Linked DNA regions of Mus musculus: regions 1, 3, 4, 5, 6 and 7 are each linked to region 2. A link is a contact called in public HiCAR-type, HiChIP or PLAC-seq, Micro-C and promoter capture Hi-C data. All regions are on one chromosome and are shown on one strand. Each heading gives the region's core, a stretch centred on a gene start, on an enhancer-like site or on the middle of the called end of the contact. The rest is flanking DNA. Distances are from core to core; before and after follow the strand shown. Region 1 holds the start of A330035P11Rik (RIKEN cDNA A330035P11 gene). Region 2 holds the start of Rap2a (RAS related protein 2a). Region 3 overlaps Dzip1 (DAZ interacting protein 1). Region 4 holds the start of Cldn10 (claudin 10). Region 5 holds the start of Dnajc3 (DnaJ heat shock protein family (Hsp40) member C3). Region 6 holds the start of Abcc4 (ATP-binding cassette, sub-family C (CFTR/MRP), member 4). Region 7 holds the start of Gpr183 (G protein-coupled receptor 183).

What was found. Promoter capture Hi-C pulls out the DNA fragments that hold promoters and counts their contacts. Hi-C and Micro-C count contacts between places; a contact is called where the count stands out from the background. HiCAR-type assays count read pairs that join an accessible place to other places. HiChIP or PLAC-seq counts read pairs in DNA pulled down with a chosen protein or histone mark.
Region 1: a Micro-C map of embryonic stem cells shows a contact between it and region 2, with 30 times the contacts expected there. The contact joins the promoter of A330035P11Rik here to the promoter of Rap2a in region 2. A contact is called at or near these places in 3 of 39 promoter capture datasets (erythroid cells, liver and pre-B cells), 12 of 484 Hi-C or Micro-C datasets (the C2C12 cell line, CD4 T cells, CD8 T cells and 8 more), 6 of 115 datasets of contacts at active chromatin or transcription factors (Th17 cells, astrocytes, embryonic stem cells and 2 more) and 2 of 9 other capture datasets (adipose tissue and liver).
Region 3: a contact with region 2 is called in a promoter capture Hi-C map of embryonic stem cells, with 3 times the contacts expected there. The contact joins the enhancer-like site here to the promoter of Rap2a in region 2. A contact is called at or near these places in 2 of 39 promoter capture datasets (embryonic stem cells and hippocampal neurons), 2 of 484 Hi-C or Micro-C datasets (CD8 T cells and embryonic stem cells) and 4 of 115 datasets of contacts at active chromatin or transcription factors (astrocytes, embryonic stem cells, stem cell-derived neural progenitor cells and 1 more).
Region 4: a promoter capture Hi-C map of pre-B cells shows a contact between it and region 2, with 4 times the contacts expected there. The contact joins the promoter of Cldn10 here to the promoter of Rap2a in region 2. A contact is called at or near these places in 1 of 39 promoter capture datasets (pre-B cells) and 3 of 115 datasets of contacts at active chromatin or transcription factors (astrocytes, embryonic stem cells and stem cell-derived neural progenitor cells).
Region 5: a contact with region 2 is called in a HiCAR-type map of astrocytes, with 6 times the contacts expected there. The contact joins the promoter of Dnajc3 here to the promoter of Rap2a in region 2. A contact is called at or near these places in 9 of 39 promoter capture datasets (the C10 cell line, cranial neural crest, embryonic stem cells and 5 more), 4 of 484 Hi-C or Micro-C datasets (CD8 T cells, embryonic stem cells and muscle stem cells), 9 of 115 datasets of contacts at active chromatin or transcription factors (astrocytes, double positive thymocytes, embryonic forebrain and 5 more) and 1 of 9 other capture datasets (liver).
Region 6: an H3K27ac HiChIP or PLAC-seq map of thymic regulatory T cells shows a contact between it and region 2, with 9 times the contacts expected there. The contact joins the promoter of Abcc4 here to the promoter of Rap2a in region 2. A contact is called at or near these places in 2 of 39 promoter capture datasets (embryonic stem cells and pre-B cells) and 2 of 115 datasets of contacts at active chromatin or transcription factors (astrocytes and thymic regulatory T cells).
Region 7: a contact with region 2 is called in an H3K27ac HiChIP or PLAC-seq map of thymic regulatory T cells, with 4 times the contacts expected there. The contact joins the promoter of Gpr183 here to the promoter of Rap2a in region 2.

The regions. Positions count from the first base shown.
Region 1 is chr14:122,105,229-122,108,444 of GRCm38.p6, forward strand. A330035P11Rik (RIKEN cDNA A330035P11 gene) reads right to left here and starts at 1,746. Exons shown (of 4, transcript NR_015586.3): 1 at 556-1,746; 2 at 1-213. It overlaps Tm9sf2 (transmembrane 9 superfamily member 2), which reads left to right and starts at 1,854. Exons shown (of 17, transcript NM_080556.3): 1 at 1,854-2,207. The coding sequence starts at 2,040.
Region 2 is chr14:120,476,917-120,480,188 of GRCm38.p6, forward strand. Rap2a (RAS related protein 2a) reads left to right here and starts at 1,545. Exons shown (of 2, transcript NM_029519.3): 1 at 1,545-2,124. The coding sequence starts at 1,811.
Region 3 is chr14:118,909,149-118,912,392 of GRCm38.p6, forward strand. It overlaps Dzip1 (DAZ interacting protein 1), which reads right to left. Exons shown (of 22, transcript NM_025943.3): 7 at 2,194-2,355; 8 at 286-423. Among named protein-coding and RNA genes, the nearest start is that of Dzip1, 15 kb to the right of the region's middle. Within about 2 kb of position 1,628, at least 82 of the 459 cell types and tissues checked have an H3K27ac peak or open chromatin away from gene starts, as enhancers often do. A contact at or near this core is called in CD8 T cells and embryonic stem cells, where this site is marked.
Region 4 is chr14:118,853,324-118,856,911 of GRCm38.p6, forward strand. Cldn10 (claudin 10) reads left to right here and starts at 1,627. Exons shown (of 5, transcript NM_021386.4): 1 at 1,627-1,886. The coding sequence starts at 1,667.
Region 5 is chr14:118,936,579-118,939,895 of GRCm38.p6, forward strand. It overlaps Dnajc3 (DnaJ heat shock protein family (Hsp40) member C3), which reads left to right and starts at 1,354. Exons shown (of 12, transcript NM_008929.3): 1 at 1,354-1,592. The coding sequence starts at 1,511.
Region 6 is chr14:118,704,695-118,708,168 of GRCm38.p6, forward strand. Abcc4 (ATP-binding cassette, sub-family C (CFTR/MRP), member 4) reads right to left here and starts at 1,525. Exons shown (of 31, transcript NM_001033336.3): 1 at 1,342-1,525. The coding sequence starts at 1,415.
Region 7 is chr14:121,963,928-121,967,051 of GRCm38.p6, forward strand. It overlaps Gpr183 (G protein-coupled receptor 183), which reads right to left and starts at 1,266. Exons shown (of 2, transcript NM_183031.2): 1 at 1,126-1,266. All of the region lies in intron 4 of Ubac2 (ubiquitin associated domain containing 2), which reads left to right.

The DNA of each region.
Region 1 (3,216 bases), core at 496-2,995, 1.6 Mb after region 2:
CTCGGTCTTAAGCTTGTGGTGGTCTGTGAAAGCGAGCGGGAAACCCTGGGAACCCTCAGGCGTTAGCACCGCAAGTCTGCGACCCTAAATTCAGGTCTAGAACCTGTGTCCTCCGGCGACCAGGGCCGAGCGAGCACTTCTAGTTTGCTTCGCCTTCGTCTCTCCAGGCCCTGCTGTAGAGTTGGAAGATGCAGAGACCAGGCCCCTGCAGCCCTGGGAAGTGAGACAGTGAACAATAAACACGATCGTTTCCGAAATTGGTAGACACCGAGGAGCAGCGGTGGAAATGGGGGACACCTACATTCTACATTATCCCTCTTAGCACAAGTAGAAGCTGGGGAGACCTACAGAGTGGCCTAGCGTGGTAGGTAGGAGCCTAGAGACCACCAAAAGAACTCAGTGGCACAGCGAGCAGCATGCCAGCTATGGACAGTGAGATTGTCACAGGTAGAAAAAAGTAGTAATGGCAAGGTTGGAGCGGGAGCTACGGCAGTGAAGGTCTAGTTTGGTATTATCAGAAAAATAGGTAAGGTGTGTGGGGGGTGTTAATCCTACCTCTTTATATTTGGAGACAGCTGCTTCCTTTTTCGACAAAGGGCGTTGTCTTGACTTAGCCCAAAGTTCAGTATGTGCATGTATTTGAGATGGTGTGCGCTGATGGACACGCCTCCTTTTGTTATAAAAGTGGTCAGGACCGCCTGGGACAACTACTATATCACCTATTTTTTTGTGATATAGTATTTTTTAACTTAATCTTTACCACTCTTTGAGAGGGTGAGCACCCTTGTCTTCTCTTCTAACTTTCATTTCTCCAGTGATGAACCCATGCCCAGAGGCACATCGCTAGATCACAATGTTCCAAAGCCAGGACGCTCAGCCAGTACAAATTACCTTTGATGTTAAAGCTCTTTTTAGGTATGTCAGTAGTTCTTTCTGTAGGTGCTAGAGCCATTGAAAATCTGGTTAGTTGTAAACTTTGGGGAAGGGAGCAATATATGAGCACACAGAAAAAATTTAATAGCATGAGACTACAAACTTTTTTGAATTTACCTATTTTCTGAATTTGCCTTTTCTTGAATTTGGGGGTTACAGTCATCCAGGACTGTGTTTTATATTCTAAGATGATGCACTTGGGGAAGAATTCGGTTGAAGTCTAAAACTCCATGGGCTTTTTATGCTAAACTTTTCTCCTCCTTGAGCATAATGCTTGCGCACTAACACAGAGACATAACCATTTCCCATTATCAATGGGAAAAGCTATGCACCTTGTCGAAGAGTAATAATGCCGTAATAGTCTTCCTTAACACGACTGCTTTGCTTAACTAAGCCCCGGTATCTTCATTGCAACCTGCCATTGCTACTTTATATTTACTACCCTCTCTCATCTATCTCATTTCGACTTTCTGAAAGATATGTTTGTTGTGTGCACACTTCTCCCACACAAGAATGTCCCAGCATTTCCGATGCTTAGGAATTATTCTTGCAAATAACCTCTAAGAGCTGTTTAAAGATTTACGAACCGCTCTTTCCATTTGTTCCCTTACCCTGGCCCCAACTAGGTAACCCCTGAGCTCTGCCTCATCGACCAACTCGGTCTCCATCAGAAAGTACTTGGTTCATCAGTCCTGAGCGGACTGACGGGTATGAGGTGACAGAGGGCAGAGAAGAGGTGCGCCCGAGAAGCGCGGCGCTCTGGAGCGCCACGGTGGAACCTGGAACCCGACTGTGGGTGCCGGAAGCGCGCAGGCGGAAGTCACCCAGATCCCGGAACGCGGATCTCTTGGCCGCCCCGCCCGGAAAGAGCCCGCTGCGCTTGCGGCGCCGGCACTGAGCATGTGCGTGCGGCCCCGCGCATGCTCCGTGGAGGCCCGCTTCGGTTTCTGTCGCGGGGCCCGCGGTGTCTCCTAGCGTAACCGGAACTAGCCGTTGCGGGCCGGCCTTCTCTGCGCTCGGGCCTTGAGGTGATCTCCGAGCGCCCCGGACCCCTCCTTCCTCGCCGTCCCCCTCGGCTCGGCCGCTCGCCTCTCACAGCCGCCGGCATGAGCTCCAGGCCGCCAGCGTCGCCGCCAGCGCAAGGCTCCAGGTTGCTGCTGCTGTCGCTGCTCCTGCTAGGGACGGTCCCAGGCCCGCGCCCGGGAAGCGCCTTCTACCTGCCCGGCCTGGCGCCGGTCAACTTCTGCGCCGAAGAGAAGAGCAACGAGTGCAAGGTGGGGGAGGCCTGTCGGGCTGCGCGCCGCGGTGGGAGCGGGGTCTAGGAGCGGGGTCAAGGAGCGGGAAGGGGCGTAGCTGTGGGTGGGGTCGCATTTCGAGCCGCGACGGGACGGGGGCCTGCGGACCCCGGGTGGTCCCCGCGGGCTCGTCGCTGCAGCTCGGGGCGCTTTGCCCGGACCCCGGCGGCTTGCGGAGCGCCCTTGGACTGGCCTGCACGCAGGTACGCGGTGACCCGATGCCCACACGGGGCGCTCCCAGCCGAGCGACAACTTCCAGTAACTTAATTTCGTAGCTCACTGTTTTATTGCACTTTCCTAGAACTCCTGGTCATGACGGCTTATTCTCTCTAGGACTTTGATACCGAACTTCAAGAATACTAGTTGATCATTTAACCTGTGGATTGTGACGCATTCTAACCCTCCTTGAAAACCGCGTTAATAAAGACTAGTTGTAGTTAAGTTTAGTCCCTGGCCTTTAAATTTTTTTTTAAGCTATAAAATTTTTAAGAGACCCCCAAATGGGTTTCTCCGCGATGGCTTTAAACACTTAAAAAGCAGCAGAGAGCGGGAGAAAGAACCTGCCTTGAAAATGTTGGTTTCGTAGGCCATCCGCCCACACGTTTTTCAGTTTACCAGCTGAAAGCAGCTTTTAGGTATCAGGTGTAGAGCATCACAATACACCATTATTTCGTAAAGTTACTAAAACTTAACCATTTGGAGGATCCAGGGCCTCTCAGAAACCGTTAATTTTAATACTTCAAATAATGGTTAAGAAAACGTTTACACTTTTTATTTACTAAAATTTTAAGCTGGTGTTTATTTTATGACTCTTAGCTATACCACAGTTGTGAATTTTGAGGTTGTTTTAGAGTATTAGGGAGGCTATTAAAGTTTTCATGGCATTTTGCAGCTTCTCTTTAGGTTTGTGGGCTATCCTGTGTGGCGTTAACATGGTCACTACAGTTTTAGAAAGAAACAAACGTGTATCTATGACACGTAAGTCGTA
Region 2 (3,272 bases), core at 295-2,794:
GACCTCTGTAAGAAATCAGAATGGTGGAGAGGTACACCAAGCTCTGACAGAACTGAAAAAATACAGCCTTCTGAAAAGTGTGAGGTAGTTATGGTTAGAGTTGTCATTTCAAGGACATGGTTTAATGAAGATAAATGCAACGAACAGTTATTGCAGAGGGTGTAAATTTTCATGTATTTGCGATTGTGGCTGGGAGCGTATGACGAAGATTCGGGGGCCAAAGATACGCTGGTTTACAACGGGGTAGAAAATACACATTTGAGGAGGCATGATCGGAGGACCACAGCAACTGCTGCCAGATGGATGTCTCCTGAGGGACCGGAAAATTTCTCACCCTGAAGACAAAAGTCCCAGTTTTCTCGATTCAGCCCACGATCCAGCCCGCATCCTCTGCCACCACTTCCATGCCCATCTCCAGGCAGAATGCCACGGAGGCGACGTTAGAACAGAACTCATCCCTCTTGTCTGCCAACGCAACCCGCTCCGGTGCCAGAACACCAGGGGGTCGGGCGCTCGAACCCTGCCCCTCCCAGTTCCCCAGCAGCCCTGCACTGTCTCCACAGTGCAGGTTTGATTGGCTCCGCCCAGCCCTCTGTCACTCCTCAGTTGGCCTACGATTGGGTACCAGGCCGTGCGCAAGCGCAAACTCTCAGCCCCTCCAGGCCCCGGAGGGGAGTTGGCTCAGTCTATCACTGGGTCTTACACCAATTGGTTAGCAAGATGAGACGCCTTTTCATTGGTCAAGAGTGGTAGTCTAGAGTCCGGACTCACAATCTGATTGGCTACAGTGAATCCGAGCTTCCGCGCAGACACCCCCGCAGGCTGTTGCTGAGATGTTCTGGGGTCTCCCGACAGTGGGGGGCGGATCCGAGCTCCAGGTTTTCCAGGCGCCCAAGGCTGTCTACCAGCCCGGGGGGAGGAGCTCGGCTTACGTCAAACTCGACAAGGGCGGGGCTAGAGGGCGGGCCGGTGACGTCATCGGGCGCGGACCGGGTTTGCGTGTAGCCTGGGCGCCACGGACTAGCCGAGCTTCGATTTGCTTGTGTAACTCATGGCGGCGGCCCTTAAGGCTCACGTCGTTACGTATAACGGGATCAAGCCAAAGCTCTCCGAAGGCTGACAGGCTGAGTCATGTATGTCAGCCATAGGCCGGCCCGTCCTGAGGTCCCCAAGCACGGTGCGCACGGCTTCCTAAGCCCACGGTCCCTCCACCGTCACCTCCCGCAAACCCCCGAGCGTGGGCGTCTGACGTTGCCTGCCTTCGGGCGGAGGAGAGCGCGCAGACGCAGTACGGAGGCCGGTCAGGCTGGGTGTTGCCGGGTGTCGCGGAAGCCGGTCTTCTCTGGAGCGCGCGGACGGTCGCTAGGCGACGGCGCGAGGGGCGGGCTTTCTTATAGACCCCTCCCACCCGGCTGGCTCCGCCCCGGGCAGCGCTGCGGCTGGGCTCGGGCGCGCGCTCCAGCGCTGGGGAAGCGGCGGCGGCGGCGGCAGCAGCGGCGGCGGGAGCTGGGCGTGGAGGCGCGAGGGGCGGGGCGGGCGGCATTGCGGGCCCGCGGTTCGGGCGGCTCCGGCTCGAGGTCGAGCTCTGTTGCTGCTCTCGCCCTCGGGGCTGCATCGTCCTCCCGCTTGGCCCGCTCACAGGGCCGCGCACGACTCGTTCAGCTGCAGCCCCGCTGCCGGCGCCCGGGGCGCTGCCGCGGCCGTGAGCCGACGAGTCCGTAAGGGCGGCGGGGCCGCGGGGTCGGGGCGCGGCGCGCGGGCGCAGGTCTATGTCGCGGGCGGCGGCGGCGGCGGCGGCCGCGCAGGGACGATGCGCGAGTACAAAGTGGTGGTGCTGGGCTCGGGCGGGGTAGGCAAATCCGCCCTGACCGTGCAGTTCGTGACCGGCACCTTCATTGAGAAATACGACCCCACCATCGAGGACTTCTACCGCAAGGAGATCGAGGTGGACTCCTCGCCTTCGGTGCTGGAGATCCTGGACACCGCGGGCACCGAGCAGTTCGCGTCCATGCGGGACCTGTACATCAAGAACGGCCAGGGCTTCATCCTGGTCTACAGCTTGGTCAACCAGCAGAGCTTCCAAGACATCAAGCCCATGCGGGACCAGATCATCCGCGTGAAGCGGTGAGCAGAGCGGGGCACACGGGGCTCGGTGGCTGCGGCGATCCCGGTCCTTGGCTTGCCCGGGCTACACCACCTCCTCCAGGGGCTCAGATTTGTGGGCTTTGTTTCACAAGTGAAATTGGGCATCCTGTTAACCCTCAGCCCAGCCCTTTGTCTCTAGGACGTTGGTAGCGCTTCTTCGGGACCCTAGAAAGAACAAAGTTTCAAACTTGCAAGGAAAGAAGGGATGAGTAGGTGGGCGCTAGGGAAAGGGGAGCTGTCTTAGTGTAGGCACGCCTGTGAAGAGTGAGCGCGCGCTTAAATGCACCCGTAAGAGGTTTGACAGCCGAAATTTGTACATACATATCTTGTGACAGTGTCAATACTAAGTTAGGGGGGACCTTTCTCGTTGCGGAAAAGATTAAATGTTGCCAGGAGGTTGGCAGAAATGGATTAGTGCAAAACTTTAAAGACACATTGGCAAATAATTTGAAGACCACACAACATTCAGTTGGCTTGGCATATAGAAGCACACTTGTGACATTTACGCGGAGAGCGTGCAGATTCAGTTCTCTTTCTCTCTTAAAAGCTAGCCTCCTCATCCCCCCCCCGCACCCCCCCCCCGAAAAAAAAAAGAACAGGGAAGGAGGCTATTCTTGGAAAACAAACAGAAGTTTAGTCTGAGTTCTGGCTTGTGTATCAGCTAATTTAAAGTTAATGCAAAAAAAAAAAAAAAAAGAAGAAGAAGAAGAAGAAGAAGAAGAAGCAAACAAGCTTTTTCCTGATATAAAGTGTTCAAAGGATGTATTTTTGCATGTGGCTGGTGACCTGAATGCTTTTAGTGTTTGTTCTCTCTTAAGTTGATGCTATGCATTTTCCCCTTAACCTTTTAAATACTGAAAGTCTAACATGTTACTACAGAGTTCTGGCATCATTTTCTAGTTCTTCTTTACTGATAACGCTCCTCTCTGGTCCTTATTAACTAATACTACTGACAGTCTTCCAGGATTATTTTACCTGTAGCTACATTTGAAGTCACCATTGAAGGTTTAGGTAGAAACAATCACACTTATCCATCATTTGGGGTTTATACACTTCAGAGCTCAGAGCAAGTTATTTGTATTCAGGGAGTACTTAAAAATTCCTTCCAAGTGGTGTTTTTTTTTTTT
Region 3 (3,244 bases), core at 378-2,877, 1.6 Mb before region 2:
AGAACAAAAACGTTTGCTGGGAACGAACTCATTAAGAGAAAAACCAAGGCGATGTAGACCTGGCTCCATGGTTAAGAGTTCTTACTGGTCTTGTAGAGGACTTGGGTTCAAACATCCACACCATGGCTCAAAACCACTTGTAATTCTAGTTCCAAGGGATCCAGTGCCCTCCTCCTGGCCTGTATGGGCACTGCATATATGCCGTGCACATAAGCTCATGGAGGCACACACACGTAATTAGATACATGTTACATGTTGTGGCCGCGGTCACCACGCGTGCTGTACCTGGCTGTCAAGCAGCTGTAGCATGTTCTGGAAGTCCTGGGGACACGGAAGATGGTCTTCTCTCAGCTCAGTAACGTCTCTTAAGGTGCCTATGTTGGACTTGATCTGGATGTTAGACTTCTGTATTTCTAACAACTGCTATGGATGAAAAGAATCACCAAGAGAAACGTCAGACATTGACTTAACGGCAACAGCGAAGAAGCCAGAAGCACAAAGCCGCGTTCAGCCATCCCTCTCCCTCCGGACACCCCTTGCCTGTCTCCTCCGCTTTGCTCTTTTTCTACCAGTCTCTGATCTTTGATATCTCCACCAGAATGTGGAAAAAATGGGAAGGAGACTCATGTTTTTTTAAAATGGTTTGTTACTGGGAGCCAGGGTATGCCCATGTCCATGTCAGAGGACAACCGTAGTCCAGTCTCACTTTCTGCCTTTCTGCGCATTTCAGGGACTGAGAGCGGACTGAAGCCGGCTTGCACACAGCTGCTTTACTCGCTGGCCATCTCTCTGCCCCCTCACCCACTCCCCAAGCCAACCTCTGACCTCTGACGATGGGTCTTTAAATTCTTGACAGAAACATCTGTGAGAGGAACTGGGTATATCTCCTCTTTCTGTTTATTTTTTTTAAGGCAGATCTTGCTGCCTTGGCCCAACTGGACTTGAACTCTGGCTGACCCCGCCTCAGCCTCCCAGTGCTGGATTGCAGGGGTGTATCACCACGCCTGTGACACTTCTGAGAAGTTACGATATTGCAATAGAAGACGAACACTGCCCAGAGGCCATACCAGTAAATCCACCAGGGATATAAATGTTTTAATTTCCCTAAAGTTAATTATGGAAAAAAAAATCTCAGACAACAACAGGCGATAAAGTTAACATCACGGACATTATACCACTACTTCGTTGTCCGTTCACTGCAACCGCTGAAAGTGCAAAGAAACTTCTCCGTACAGAAGTTCCTTCCTACCAATACTACAGCTCCGGGTGGCAAGGCCAAAGTGAAAGCCTTAGACCACGGAGACCATGTGTGACCTTGGTACAATTCGACGAAGCGACACACTGTCTCCGAGATCCACTCCACAGAAACGCTGACTAATCACGTTACCCTGTCACTAGTCAGATGAACCCCAGCAACGGGACTTGCCATACAAACAACCCGCACTTCAGATCTTTAGCTTCCACAACAACAAGGCTGACAAACTATCCCCGGCCACAGAAAAGCCTAAGGAGTCGGAATGACCCACTGTAACATGGCGTCTTGGACGAGATCCTGAGCAGGAAAGGAAAATAAATAAAAGGATTCTGGTGTTGTGTTTAGTTTTGCTTCTGAAACTCGTCCGCCCCTAGAGGGAGCCCAAGGATCGACCTCATTTCCCTCCTTTTCTCCTCAGGAACTGGATCAGCACAGAGGATGTGGAGGTGTCTGTGGACCACAGCTGTTCCCACACGGCACAGGGCCCCCTTGCCGGTTCCTGCTTACTTTAGAGACCCGATCCTCCTCAAAGGTCAGGTGTGGACCGAGGAGAGGGCTAGCAAATACTCTTCCTCTTCTGCTGCCTTGGTGATCTGTATCAGCCTTTCCACCCACTACTTGGAACATTCTAGAATTCGTTCAAGGGTTTGTGGTTTAAGGCTATTTAAACCTAACCAGGTGAGGAAGTTTCCTCTTGGGTGGAACAGATACACCCACAGGGGTTCTGTTCTAGGGTCTGGGGACAGACCACCCACTCACAACAAAACAGTCTCGCTCACCTGCTCTACCTCCTCAGCGCCTCTTGCGACCTGGGATGCCCGGGGAGGAGGGGTGGTGTATACTTGGCATGTAAACGACCTGACCCCTGGCTATGATGCCATGCTAACACCCATCTTAAAGCAAGCGATCCTATGAAGACGTCTAGGTTGCATACTTACATATTCTAATGCTGAGTTCTTAGAAGTTAACTCTTTAAATTCCCTCATAAACATCCCCTTGACCTTCTCCATCTCCTCGAGTAACTTCTCCTTCTCCTCCTCTTTCCATCTGTCAAACAGCTTCAGAAAGTCTTCCTCTTTTGATTTCTGCATTTCATAGTCCTGAAATTATTTTAGCATTATGTCACTAGGGGCTCTGGATATAACACATGTGCAAATTTTTTAAACAAATCATAGCTTCACCCCAAATCTGTTAGTATTTCTTCTGTGAATTAGACCTGTAGTAACACTCTCCAAAGCCACTGGCCTATACACAGTGATTCTTCCCTACCAAAGCACAGATGGGGAGCAGGCAGATGGCTCAGTGGGTAAAGAACACACCCACGCCCACATACATGTGCTCAATAAATAAATGCAAGTAAACAGAAACAAACAAACCACATTTGGAGCCTGGCGCTCCGGCTTGGTGGTTAACAGTGCTTGCTGCAGAAGCGTGAGGATCTGAGGTCAAATCCCCAACACCAATGTATACACCCAGCATGGCCCCATACGAGCTTACAACCCTGTGCTGTGCGAGTCACAAACAGGAGCACTGCTGAGGCCTGAGGGCATTCAGCCTTAACCAGGTTCAGTGAGAGATATTGTCTCAAAGGAATAAGGACTCCAGCCCATACGAGTATGCATACATACATGCAACACATATCATGCTCAATACACACATATATCATACACAGACGATACACACACACTCTCTCTCATACACACATGCTGACACACACTGACACACACAATGACACAGACACGTTGACACACACTGACATAGACACACACTGACACACACTGACATAGACACACACTGACACAGACACATTGACACACACTGACACACACACACTGACATAGACACACACTGACACACACACTGACACAGACACATTGACACACACTGACACACACACACTGACACACACACACACACACACACACTGACACATACACACTGACACACACACACACACACCATGAAGCCAGCATGCCTCTTTCCCTGCAT
Region 4 (3,588 bases), core at 377-2,876, 1.6 Mb before region 2:
ACCTCAGGAGCTGGAAGGACACCTTGATCTTTGTGTTTATCTTGAGACAGCAGAGGAAAGATGAATGAATAAGTTTATTCTTCAGTTAGGTGGGAAAGTTAGAGTGGGTTTTGTTTGTTTGTTTTAAGCTGGTGGGGGCTGGGGAGACAGCTCAGTCAGAGCAGGGCCTGGACTCAGCTTCTCAGCACCTCTGTAAAAGCTGAGCGTGACAGCAACCTCAGAGCTCACTGGCCAGTCAGTTTGCTAGAATGGTGAGCTCCTAGTTTGGTGATGGATCCTGTCTCAGAAAATAGGGTGAACAGCCCTAAAGGTTGATATTTAATGTCTAACTCTGACCTGCACACACACACACACACACACACACACACACACACACTCACACACACTCGCACAGCACACACACATATTCTCACACATGCATGCATACAGATACGCACACAAGCCGCACCCACACGCCCACACACTCTCACCTACTGTGTGCATACACTCACACACATGCACAAACACTATGCACACACTCATAATTCTCTCTCTCACTCACACAAGCAAGATAAAAACAAAAGTCGAGAAGGGCTGGGGAGATACACAATCAGTAAAGCTTGAGTTTGGATCCCCAGCCCCTCTGTAAAAGGCCAGACCCGCGGTGGGTGTACAGCTGGGGAGGGAGGCAAAGAAAGGGAATCCCTGAGACTCGCGGCACGGGCCTAGGCCAATCTGAAAGACAAGTCGCAGTGAGAAGGACCACTAAACAAAGTAGATGGCACCAGGGGCTGCTCTCTGGTCTCCACACTCACAGACACACACACGCACACGCACACACAACTGAGCAAAGATTCATAGACATCTCTCTCTTGCTTCAGAACCCTCCCAGACCAGACTCCCCAAACTGAAAGTGTGTTGCTCTGGGGGGAAAACGAGTCAAATGACAGCCCCATATCTAGTGCATTAATTAGCCAAGACCCTCACGGGGCTCTCTGGAACTTGAGCTGGGCTCATCGGCTACCTCCCAATTAAGTCTGAGCTTCCTGATTAATACTTTCCACATGCCACTAGGCCGAAGAGAACTGAATTTTAAGGGGAAGGCCAGTTTCAGTCCCAGTATGCCCCTCTTCACAAGCCAAACAGGGTCACGCAAACAAGCGTTGCTCACTGGCCTTTTGCATTCAGCAAAGCGAGGCTGCGTTACCATACCGTTTCTTTTCAGGGCACACCAAAGTTGTTTCTGTTCTGCTTTTGCAAGGCACCCAGTGAGTCAAGCTATTTGCCGCGGGTAGGGCTGAGTCGGGGTGGCTCGGTGGGAGGCGCAGCAGGCTATCCACATCTGGTTGTCCCTGGACAGCACCAATAAAAGAGCCGGTTTCCGCGGCTCCTCTGTGAGAGATTTGGGAACCTCGGGCCCGGGGGGAGAGGGGAGAGCGCTGGTCTGAGGGCTTTGCGATTGCAGACGACGGGCCAGCTGCTGGGGGCGGGGGACCCAGGAGGTACCCCAAGACCTCCCCGCGCGCTCTGGGTGCCCTGACAGTACTGTGAGTGCGGGTCCGCCAGTGCCCTCAAGTGCCCAGTGGGCGGGACGGAGGCGGTGACCGGGGGCGGAGCCTCGGGGCTGGGCGCGTGGGGGTCGCGGCAGCGGGATCGGGAACCAGCGAGAGCGCCGCTGCAGCCCAGCATGGCTAGCACGGCCTTGGAAATCGTCGCCTTCGTAGTCTCCATCTCGGGCTGGGTGCTAGTGTCTTCCACACTGCCCACCGACTACTGGAAGGTCTCCACCATCGATGGCACTGTCATCACCACAGCCACTTATTTTGCCAACCTGTGGAAGATCTGCGTTACCGATTCCACCGGTGTCGCCAACTGCAAGGAGTTCCCCTCCATGCTGGCGTTGGATGGTCTGCATCTCTTTGGGACCCCATCCCCATCCCTGCTCCTTGCTGGCTTTCCAAGCGGGCGCGTCCTCTTATGGACCGGCCGTGGGATTCCCGGGTGGGGGAGGCTGGGTCTTATACTCTGCCCCGGGAGGGTCTGCGATGCCCGCTGTCTACGGATGGGTGTCCGGTGGGGCGTCTTCTGAGCCTGGGAACCCCTGGTGGTGACGAGTAGGATCAATTCAGGTAGTTGTGGCGCACAAGGCTGGTCCCGCGTCTGTCTGGGACTGAGTGTAGGGCAGCAGAGGCTGGCCACCCCACGACCAAAATCTGATTCTCATTAAAATGACACCACTGAGATCCATGAATGCTCGCCTTGATATCGCTTTAGCGGGTTCATTGAGTCTTTGAAAAGCCAGGCACGGAGGAGAGGCAAAAGAACCATATTGAAGTTTGTTGCTGTTTTCCTTTAAAATCCCTCCTACAAACTTGAGGGCTTGAGCTTCATTCTTTTTCTCAGTTTCAAGAAAATCAGTAGCCCTTGCTCATACGGGGGGTGGGGGTGAAGTGGCTCAGAGGGCAGGGGACGTTGGACAGCAGAGATCAACAGGATGAGTGACCACTCTTCCAGGCTTTGTGCAAGCATTCTGGGTCTTCTTCGCTTGGTATATGAATATATATATATATATATATATATATATATATATATATATATATATAAATTGGAGATAGATATTAACATAGGAAGATGTTATATTTATAATTTATATAATTTATATATTTATATATTTTATATTATATTTATATTTATATATATTTTATATTATATGTATATATATATTGGAGATATATATATATATATACATATATTGGAGATAGATATTACCATAGGAAACTGACCGTTTAGTTTCCAGGGTATAGTCAATACAGTATAATGCTCGTTCATGTTCTAGGCTCTTCCAGGGTTTTGCAAATGACTAAATGGATTCTGGCAGAAACTTAAGAAGAGCAGCTTGCTCCACTTCTAGATGTGAGGCGTTTTCCTTTTCTTTATTATTCCTCTTGCCATTTTTATTTGCATAGCTGGGTAAATAGAAGACTTGATTCCCCTAAGACAGTGCTTGCCACAAAGGGCAAACTGTTGCTCAATTCAGTGTTCTGTGGAAGCTGGTCTATGGGAATAGGTGCCTGCCTTTACAAGGCGGCACCCTGGGCCGGGCCCTGTTGTATAAAGTAAGTAGCTGGAACACTGTTTACTGCGTGCGTTGTTGCTGAGGTTCCTGTGTTCATCGGAGCGCTCATTCGGGAGACAACAGACAAGCTCTTGTTTCTGCGGTTTACATTCAGGAACACAGGATTCACACTATGTTCTAGAACTGTTCTGTTTATTATGCTATTGTAGCCAGGGATAGCCTGCTAGATAAGTCTGCTTCCTTCTTCGGGAGTTTTGGGGTTCAAGGAAGAGGAGAGAGAAAGAAAGAAACACTTCTTCAAGCTTTGCGTACAGGACCGTGGGGGTTTCCTTCGTATGTCTGCTGAGAGGGTGGAGGTGTTCTGTGGTTTGGACAGGCTGGGTAATGAGGAGGAACTGGGACACAGTCCTCATTATCAGGCACTGAACAGAGTTATGCCACTCACAAATGCATATATGCAAAATGGGCATGCTGATGTGACTAGAAAACATGTTTTTAAAACAAGAAATGATATATTCCACATAGTTTTTAAA
Region 5 (3,317 bases), core at 104-2,603, 1.5 Mb before region 2:
AAGTCCTTGTAAGCATGAAGTAACACTAAGGTATCAAAAGCTTTGAATAACAAACCCACGTTATTTAGCGATGTGTAAAACGTTGCTGCCATATAGTGTCTGTTCAAACAGAGCAGCTATGGGCGTAACCTACCTGATTAATTTAACGACAATCTTGTCCAAGTTCTTATGTCTTTGAATGAAATAGGCACAGTAAAGAAACCCAAATAGACACTTGGTGGGTGTATAAGAGAAAAGTTTATTCCAAACTAAGGTCATTGCTTGGGAAAGCAGAGGGCTAATACTGAAGACTGAGCAAGTAATGGGTAGGGACTTTGTTATGTAGGGTGAGCTAAAGGCACTGGAAGCATTTTAAGGATGCATCAATAGATACTTAGTCTAGGGCAGGAAATAGCCCCAGAAACCATTAAGCCAACCTAAAAAAAAAAGTGATTCTGGAAGTTTCTTTGGCGAGACTGAGAGGACTGCGGATTTTAAGAGAGCCACCCAGACCAACTGTGAGACTTGGTAGAATGGCTCTTGCATCTCTGATCCACTAGCAGACCTCAATAGTGTCAGGTCCCCCAAGAAATTCCTTTCCCCCAGGTAGGGCATCTAGACAAAAGCCAGCATTCCCTCGGGGTGGTGGTGGTGGTGAAGATAGTTCCTACTTGCTAAGTGGAGTTATTCTCCTATCTCTGGGAAAAGGGACATTTGGCTCTTCCATTAACTTATGACAGTGGGGTCTATTAGCCCGTCAAGGTCCCATATAACCCAGAAGATAAATCCCCACCATCACCCCAGCCCGCGCAGCGCTTCTCTCTGCTTTCCCGAGAGACAGCCTTCGCAGTTTGGAATAAACTTTTTTTTTCCCCTTTTCACCCACGGAGTGGCTATTTGGGTTTCTTCCCCCATTTCATTCAAGAAGTCCAGTCATCTCTCTCGGACGTCCCTGGAGACTTCCTGAGACTCTCTGGCCTTACCAGCCCAGGCGGCGGCGCCTTATCCCCCAACACTACCCGAAGGAATCTGGGCTCGCTCCAGGAACCCGCCGCCCCTGCCAAGCCAGCCCGCGAGGCCGGCCCAGAAGGGCTCTAGGGCCCGCGCATGCGGACTCGGCGGCCGCAGCCCGGCCTCCCCAGCCTCTTCCTCCTCGGCGCTCGGCGGCGGTTTGGAGCCCGCTGACAGCTCCACGACCAGCGGACGCAGCCTCGTCTTGTGCTTCCACGTTATCCTATCAGAGGCGGGGCGGGGCGCCAGCCCCCACAACCAATCAGCGCCAACCACGACCCGGGCGAGCTGGGCCGCTCTGTGGCCAGAAGGAAGGCGATTGGGCGGCGGCGGCGCCCGGGGCGTGGCTCCGCGGGCCCCGCCTACCGCTGTTTTCCGCCGCCGGGCGCCAGCCGCCGCTGAGGCCCGAGCGCTGACCGAGCGAGCGAGCGAGTGGACGGGGCGCTTCGCTGCGGGCTGTTGGCCGCGCGGGCTGCTGGGCCGCGCACCTTCCTGCTCTTCGGCTCAGGCGCCCTTGGACATGGTGGCCCCCGGCTCGGTGGGCAGCCGGCTGGGCGCGGTGTTCCCGTTCCTGCTGGTCCTGGTGGACCTGCAGTACGAAGGTGAGTCCCGCCCTGCTCCCGGGGCGGGCTTCGGGTCCCGGTCCCGGCTGGGAGCGGCGCTCCGGGGCGCGAGGCTGGGTCCGAGCCCGGTTCCGGTTCCGTGGGCTGAGAGGCGGGACTGGCGGGCCGCGCGCGCGAGGCCGGTTTCGGCGGCCTGGGCCAGCGCAGCCGGGAGTCCGGCGTCCGGGGGACCCTGGATCGGGGGTGCCGGGAGGAGGCGAAACGGCGGCATGCACGGGACGGGTCCCGGTTCCGGAGTGGCGGGCCAGGGCCCTTTCCGAAGCCAGTCCCATTCCCTCACGACCCCGCGTCGGGCGCGCAACTTAGGCTGGTGCCTGGAGAAGCCCACCTCTGGGCTCGGAGCTCCCGGCGCCTAACTTGCTGGGCTGGCTGTGGCTTCACAGTTCCCAGCAAGGCGACATTCAACTTTGTCCCCCCACTGACGTTACTTTTTCTAGTCATCGCAAAAAAAAAAAAAAAAAAAAGTCTCTTAAAAAAAAAAATAGGGAGCGCTTACGTTTCACCCTGGGCTCCAGACTGGAATGTTGGCTACTCCCAACAGAATAGCAAAAAATAGAGGCCTGTCCTATCTTGGGTGTCAGAGCGGGGAGGAGTTAGACATTGAAGCCCCAAATGCCCACTGAACTTCCCAACTTGGTTACGGTGCTGTAGTGACATCTGTCCTGGGCACTGCTCTGTACTCATTCCTGTAAGTCTGGGGATAGTTGTCATGGAAAGAGTAAACAGTTGAATATTCCATTTGGAGGGACTGAGGAACTGAAATTGGGAACAGTTTATGATGAAACCATCATAGAAGTCTATGCGGGTTTCTTTCTTTCTTTTTTTTAAAGACATATGCTTAGGTTTTTAACCATTAAAGGTATGGTTTTTGTTGGTTTTGGCTTCCTGATCACCATACGTTCTTTGAACCCCAAATCAGAATGTGTACTGTGGCAATATTGAGACCAATAATTTGATGTTGGAGCCAGCCTCAAAAGTGAGGGGATTGGAATTTGAAGGCCTGGACCACTTTAGTATGGGTCATATGTTCTAACTTTCTTTCATTTTCTAATTCTTTCCATCTGCATTGATTGTGCCCAGTTATCATTAGTGACTTATTTTAGTAACTTAAGGGAAAGTTGTCTATGCTCTACTTAGTGTCGATTTAACTTACTCTCCAGACATGGGAGTGCTTATTTTTGTTTGCCTTACCTCATCCAGGAGCTTGTAGATCAAGCACCTTATTCGAGTTTCTGTTCTTTGCAGGATTAGGACTTTTAGCATTTCATCTCTCTACTGTGGTATTTCTATAAGAAAACTCCGAGTTTTCCCGTCAGGAAAGCACCAGTGGCCTCTCTGAGGAGAAAGCCAGTGTTGCTTTTCCAGGAGTATTACCTGTGCAGAATGGCAGGTGATGGAGAAGGAAAGAGCATTTCTGTAAGCCAGCTCTTATTCCACAGAGATATGTGATAGTCTCTGTGTTACACATCTGGGAGCTGGTGTTCCAAGAGCTTAATGAAAATTTATCTTGGGACTGGAGAAATGGTTAGTGTGTTTGTTGGCCTTGCAGAAGACTGGAGTTGCATTCCTAGTACCAGATCAGGATGCAGTGAGTTAGTTGTAATTACTCACAACTCAGTCTTCTGGTTCCACAAGCACCCAAAGAGGGGTGTGTGTGTGGGTGGGGGGTGGGGAGAGAGGGAGAGAGGTGGGGTATGAGAGAAT
Region 6 (3,474 bases), core at 275-2,774, 1.8 Mb before region 2:
CACACCCAGCTCTCGCTTCACCTCCATTCTGAAAGTCCGCTCACAGGAAAATCATCAGGAGGTCTGTGTATTGCCAAAAGCTCGGGAGACCAAGACAGCCCACCCGCTCTGAGTTATGTATTTTTTTTTTAAATTCATTTCACCACATTCCTTCTTCCCGCAAGCTCCTCTTGACCGAGTGTCCAAAATCGGATCCTGCACACACTGCATCAGCAGTTAAAAACAGTAGTAAATGACTCTGAAGCTCCCTAGGTTTTCACATTTTAAAAAGGTAACATTAGAACGTGAGGAAGATGAAATGGCGGAGGTCAAGGAATAAAAACTATTCTTGTTAGCCAAGCGTGTACTAGCCAGCCCAGGCTACTAGGCGGAAAACTACTTAGGAATGTCATCTATCTAAACCTCTTCACCTGTTTCCTACAAAAAGAGGGGTGGGGCGGAGACCAGATCAGGGAACCCATCAGTGGTTTTAGGCATGGAAACCTTGACTCCTGTCTCTGAACACATCTTGGTAAGACCCCCAACAGGCTTCCGAAACTCATTCCCAAGAGGGATATGGCCATCAAAGGCAGAAATGAAAAGTCCATCTAACAGGGGAAAATGTACTCCACTATGGCTGCGTTTCTGTCAAGAGGAAAACATCATGTTGATCTTGCTCAAGAGTAGTGTCCCCATTCGTAACTAAATAAAACATCGTAATAAAGTGACCTTTTAACTCACAGCCATACTTAGGTACTAGGACACACACAGAGGGGCCAGAAGGAGAGACGGGATCCTAGAAGTTAAACTTCCTTACACACACACACACACACACACACACACACACACAGGCAATCAATGGACCTGAAAGATGTCTGGTAAGGTGTTTCAGAAGGCCATGGGGACAACAGAGTTTGGCGTTCGCCCAGAACTCTAACTTCAGCTGCTTTTTGATAAGCCCATCTGTTCACTGCTGCTTAAAGAGAAATAAAGAGGTGCAGTTTGGGTGAGGGAGTTGTGCAAGCCCTGAGCCGGGATGGGAAGCTAGCGAAGGTGGGCATACAGAGCCCGCCCTCCAGGGCACCCCCGCACCTCCCATGGATCCCCACGGTTTCGGGTGGGCGCCACCTGCGTCTGCCACCGGTCCCCGCGTGCCCCTCCTGGAGGAGAGCGGCACGGGCGTGGGGTGCGGGCGGGGACCGCAGGCCGCGTGGCGCACGCGCGACAAGGAGCCCGGAGTGTAAGGCTGTGCAGGAAACGCATCCTCCGACCATCAGGGACCGGCGCTGAGCATCGGACACGCGGCTAAGCCGACGCGGAGCATCTCGTGGACGGAGGAACGGGCCCGGACCCGGCACTCACCAGAAGAACACGCGCGAGCAGAGGTTGGCGTCCTGCAGCGGGTTGGGTTTCACCTCGGTGTGCACCGGCAGCATCTCGCCCGCGGTGCGCGCGGCCGGGCGGCGGCTCCGGGAAGCGCGGGTGAGGATGCTCGAGCTCCGGCCTCGGCCGGAGCCTCGCAGGCAAGCAGCGGCTTCCGGGAACCAAGCGCCGGCCCGCCCTGACCCCGCCTCTCGGGGCTCCTCGGGGCGCCCGCTACGCGCTGTCGCCGCCGCCTCCTCGAGCCTGGGAGAAGCGTGTCGCGTGAGAGCGCAGGGGGACGGCCGCTGGGGAAACGACAGAGACCAACCGCGCGCAGGTGACCGGGGGCGGCTCGGGGAACGCGGAGCCGGGCGGGGAAGCCGCACGTGCTTGAGACCCGTTGCAAACTTTGCCGAAGTTTAAGATCAGCACCCAAGCACCACCCTGAAGGTGGCGGGGGCGGTACCGGCTGTGCCCGCCCCCGCGCTCGGAAACGCCCCCTAGGCTTTGCGCTCCTGGAGATCTGGTGAAAGCCGCCTGGCTTTGCCTGCGGTCCCCTGGCATGCTGCCCTCATCAGGACCAAATAGGGTGCTGTGGGAGATTGTTCCACCTGCAGGCCAAGAGTCGGACCTGGAACAACAGCAAGGTTTATCAGATTGCCTTTGCAGACCTTAAAGCCGTGAAGACCGTCAGGCCACCCGATATTAGGACACAAGGATTTGGGGAGATGAATAGAGTGCTACCATTTCGGACGGCTTCTTGACCTTTCCTACATTGCTTGGCATGGCGGACCTGTGTAAGCAGTTGGCTGTCCTCTTAGATTAGGTAAGGGAAATCAGATAATACGCTGCCTGGCATGTTTCTTTCACGGAGCCCTGAGAGGCTCCCAGAGGATCCGTGGCAAAGGGAACCGATGTTACAGGACACCTTGCTGTGCCTTTCTATAAGCCTACTCCGCTTCTAATTTACTTTTCGAAATGGTTATTACTATTTTACTGAATAAATTCAGACTCAAAAGATCTAGCTTGTCCGAGATCTTAAGGTTAGTGATGATGAAATCTGACTTGTACTCAAGCTGGCATAAGAAGTGCCAGGGTGCCCCGACACAGTGAGGAAGGTATGGGTCCTGGCTCGTGGACTAGTGTTCACAAGCCCAGGGTTCTGGCGTGGCCGTGTTAACTGCCTCTGCTGCTTTGGTTCACTTCAGCGCTGGGTAAGGAAAGAAGAGCGGTTTCGAATTCATGGCCCTAGTGACAATTTCACCGGTCCTTTTGCTGTGAGAAAATACTCTGACCAGAAGCAGCTTGGATAAGAAAGAGTTTATTTCAGGCTTACACTTGCAGGTAATAAACAGTCTATCACGGAGAGAAGTCGGGCCCAGAGCTGAAACAACAACAACCCTGTTGGCCTGTTGGTGCTGACTCCAGCCTGCAGTGGGCTGGGTCCTCATGCCATCTCCAATGGGTCATTCTCTCACAGCTGCCATCAGCCAAGCCCATCTGGGCAGTTCTTTACTTGAAGTTCCTAATTTTCTGGTGACTCTAGGTTGTGTCTGGTTGACAATTAAAAAAAAAAAAAAAAAAAAAAAAAGCCGGGCATGGTGGCCCATGCTTTTAATCCCAGCACTCGGGAGGCAGAGGCAGGCAGATTTCTGAGTTCGAGGCCAGCCTAGTCTACAAAGTGAGTTCCAGGACAGCCAGAGCTATACAGAGAAACCCTATCTCAAAAAACCAAAAAAAAAATCTAAATGAATAAATGAATAAATAAATAAATAAATAAATAAAAATAAAAGTCAACTAACTTAGCTTTCTTTGGTCATTTCCCATATGCGCTTATTTAAGTGTATAGCAATAGTTTGTGCAGAGTGTCTTGGTATAAATAAGCAGTTGTTTAGAAGTCAAGTCATATGTAGTGCCCACAGCTTTAATCCCATTAGTTTGGAAGTGGAGACAGGAGAAACAACAACTCCAGGCCATCTTTGATGGGACAGAGAGTTCCTCACCAGCCAGACATACATGAGAGGCCCTGTCTCAGGGAGCAAAATTAAATCAGTATAGATAAAGTAATTAGCCAGACAGCAGCCCTCGAGTCCGAGGCAGGAAAAGATGGAGTTCGAGATCGGTGGGGTACCT
Region 7 (3,124 bases), core at 16-2,515, 1.5 Mb after region 2:
AGATACTAGAAAGCACACCTCAAGTCTTTACATACACTGTAACAGAAAGCAGACATCTTCAGGCAAGCTCAAGAAAATAATTTGTACATTTATCTTTCTGTGGGCTGATGGGCAGGGTGGGAATGGCATGCAGTGTGCCGGCACCTACTCAGAGAGTCAGAGAAGGACTTGGCAGAAACACTTCTCCCCACTTTCTGAATGAAACGACCACAGCCAGAAACCTTCAGCAACTTGTATGGGGCTGAGCAGTTCTAAATGATGGAGCCTGGGTTTTAGGACTGAGTCCAAGCCCTCCCTTAACATTATACTCTCCTACACTCCGGGTGACACCCTTACAGAGAGTGCCACCACATCTACGACCCCCAGCCTTCTTTAAAGGAAGTCCCTTTATGGCTTATATTTTGTTAGGCATTTCTCTTAACTTCTGCTCTTACCCTGGAAATTGAGTTTTTAAATCTCCACATATAATCTTTGTTTTACAGGTTTTTTTTTTTTCCAAAATTTTTAGAATATAAATGTGGAAGCTCATTTAGCATTACTGGTCACCTAATAATAGAAACCAAATAACAAATTTTATTTTTCACTTAAAATAGTTGGTCTTTAGAATGGTTTTGCTTCTGAGGCAGGAGAGCCCAGGCTGATCAAACATCTTTGCTGGTGGGAGGATAAATTGATAAAATATTTTTGCAAACTAGAAAATACCATTCTATATCTGATGCTTTAGAAAATAAGCCCCTTACCCCGGGAAGTCTGCTGCTGATAGTCTATCATCAAAACTACTTTCCTGTACATAAATGCACGCCAGGTAGTCAAATGCAATGAATTTTTAAAAATTAGGTTAAATGGTTATATTGTATATAAACTACATCCAAATTTAGGAATGCTCTGCCTCAGCACCATTGTTCCTTTCTCTTTATAGTAAAGAATCCTGAAATAATTGAATTTTGAAATTCATAAAATGTTTCATTCATTGCTTCCATCTCGGGAGCTACATTGAGCTGCCAGTGACCCCAAGGAAATCTAAACAGACAGTTATTACAGCTGGTATCTAGTACATTATTTTACTTTGAAACTTAGGTTTTTAAAGTATTCCTTAACTTAAAGAGAATCATGTCAGGTACTTACATATCAGAAGGTGGCTAGGACCTCCGTTGTGGCAGTCCGTGTTTGCTCAGAATGGAGTTAGCTAAGCTGGGCATGTTGCTTTAAGAGTGATCGAGCAGGCGTCCTTTTATGGTGGTGCCTTTTTCCTGTCATCCTGTGACTGAGCATAGCCGTGATCAGTTAACCTCACATATGCTACGTGCTTTTTTTTCAAATGGGATGGGAAGTGAGATTTTTTTTCTGATACTGATTTTTAAAAACTGTTCAAAAGCCCCTTGGACTTTGTGAAATGCTCATATCTATGGAACTTTTAAATTTTTTTCAATAAGGATTTAAGTCTTAAAAGTTTTTTTTTTTTTTTTTAAGCAATAAGCTTTAAACAGAAAGAGGGAGGAGGGAGAGAGATAGGTATAGTTACTGGTGACCTTATGTTGATATTTTACATAAAGTTTAGGTTAAGGAAAAATGTCAAGTGTAATAGTGCTGTCTGCCTGGAGGCGTGGTGGTATCAGGAGTGTAGTGTAGAGTCTGAACCTGAACAGCTGTGTCAAAGATGGGTGTCTGTGGTGAGGGAGAAAGGCCTTCCTTGTGTGTAAGTTAGTTACATTTTCAGTGTCGAGAACAACTGACTGACTCAGTGGCAGTGGGCACAGAAAGATCTAGGACAGTTGGCAGACACGTTATTGAAGAGTTCAGCCTCAGGTACATAGTACCAGAGAGACCTGTTCTAGTCCCATGATGCCTTGAGCTCACTCCTTGAACCCAGCAGGTACTGCGTAGAGTGCTCTGAGCAAGCCAGAGAGGTGGCAGTCACCCATGCCCACCTGTGATCTAGCCTGCCATACGTGCGTGCTGCTTTTGGAAGACAGGCCTCACTTGTGCTGCGCCTGGGTGTTGGGGGACAGGGATTCCATGAGCAGAGAGGCTTAAGCCTCCCAGGACTACAGCCCCACCTTCCTGCAGAGTGGGGCTGTACACTGCTTCTGTCACCCATCCTTATTCAGGGAAATAGAAGATGGGTCAGGGGATGGGGGCTGCAGCAGATTTTCAAGCCAAACCTGCAGACAGCTCTCCCTTGTTTAAAATGGAATGTGCTTTAAAAGAAAAAAAACAAAACAAAACAAGAATGCTTTGGTAAACTGGTTGATTTTGAGGGATGCTATAGAGAGAATTGAGTCATTTTGATAGGAATCTGTAGCTTTATGCCCCCAGAGGCCTTAGAAGTTTTTCAAAATCACATTTTATTTATTTTGCATGTATGTGTTAGTGTGCTTACACATGTGCTATATATGTTTATAGCATGTGTGCCAGGGCATACATAGATCAGAGAACAACTTTTAGGGACAGATTCTCCTCTTCTGCCACCTGGATTCTAGGGATTAAAGGCTTGGTGACAAGTGACTATCTTGCAGCCTACCAGAGGTGGGTGTCCTCTTGGCCTAGGCTTCTGTAGAATTGCCTTTCAGTTGTGCTGTTGAAGGTCTGCAGAGGAAAACCAAAGAGCAAGCACCAAGTCAGTGGGATTCTTGGGCACCCACTTGGTTATGTATAAAATAAAGGCAAGTGAGAGCCAAGGTAAGTCAGCCTTATGATGTGGATTCGAAGACTTTGTGACTTGATAGGTAAACTTGGCATAACCTAGAACCAGTTCACCTTATACACCCACCATTGAGGGCTCAGGATGTGGCCGAGTGCAGAGAGCATTAGCATGTGCCAGGCCCTGGCTTATATTCCTAGCACTGCATATAAGCAAGATGGAATTGGCACATACTAGGAATTTCCAGTTTGTTACAAGACCATCCTAGTGGGATACTTTTTGGAAGACCCAGCTACTTAAAGCAAGTTTTATGGCAAGTAGGATCCATCATCTTTTTTTTTTTTTTTTTTTTTTTAGATGGCTGGCCCAGGATTCATAGAGATCCGCCTGCCTCTCCCTCCTGCATACCAGGACTAAAGGCCTGGTGGGTCCACCCTTTCACCCTTTCTTTTGTATGAGAAATAATCTAAGAAGTGTATGAAG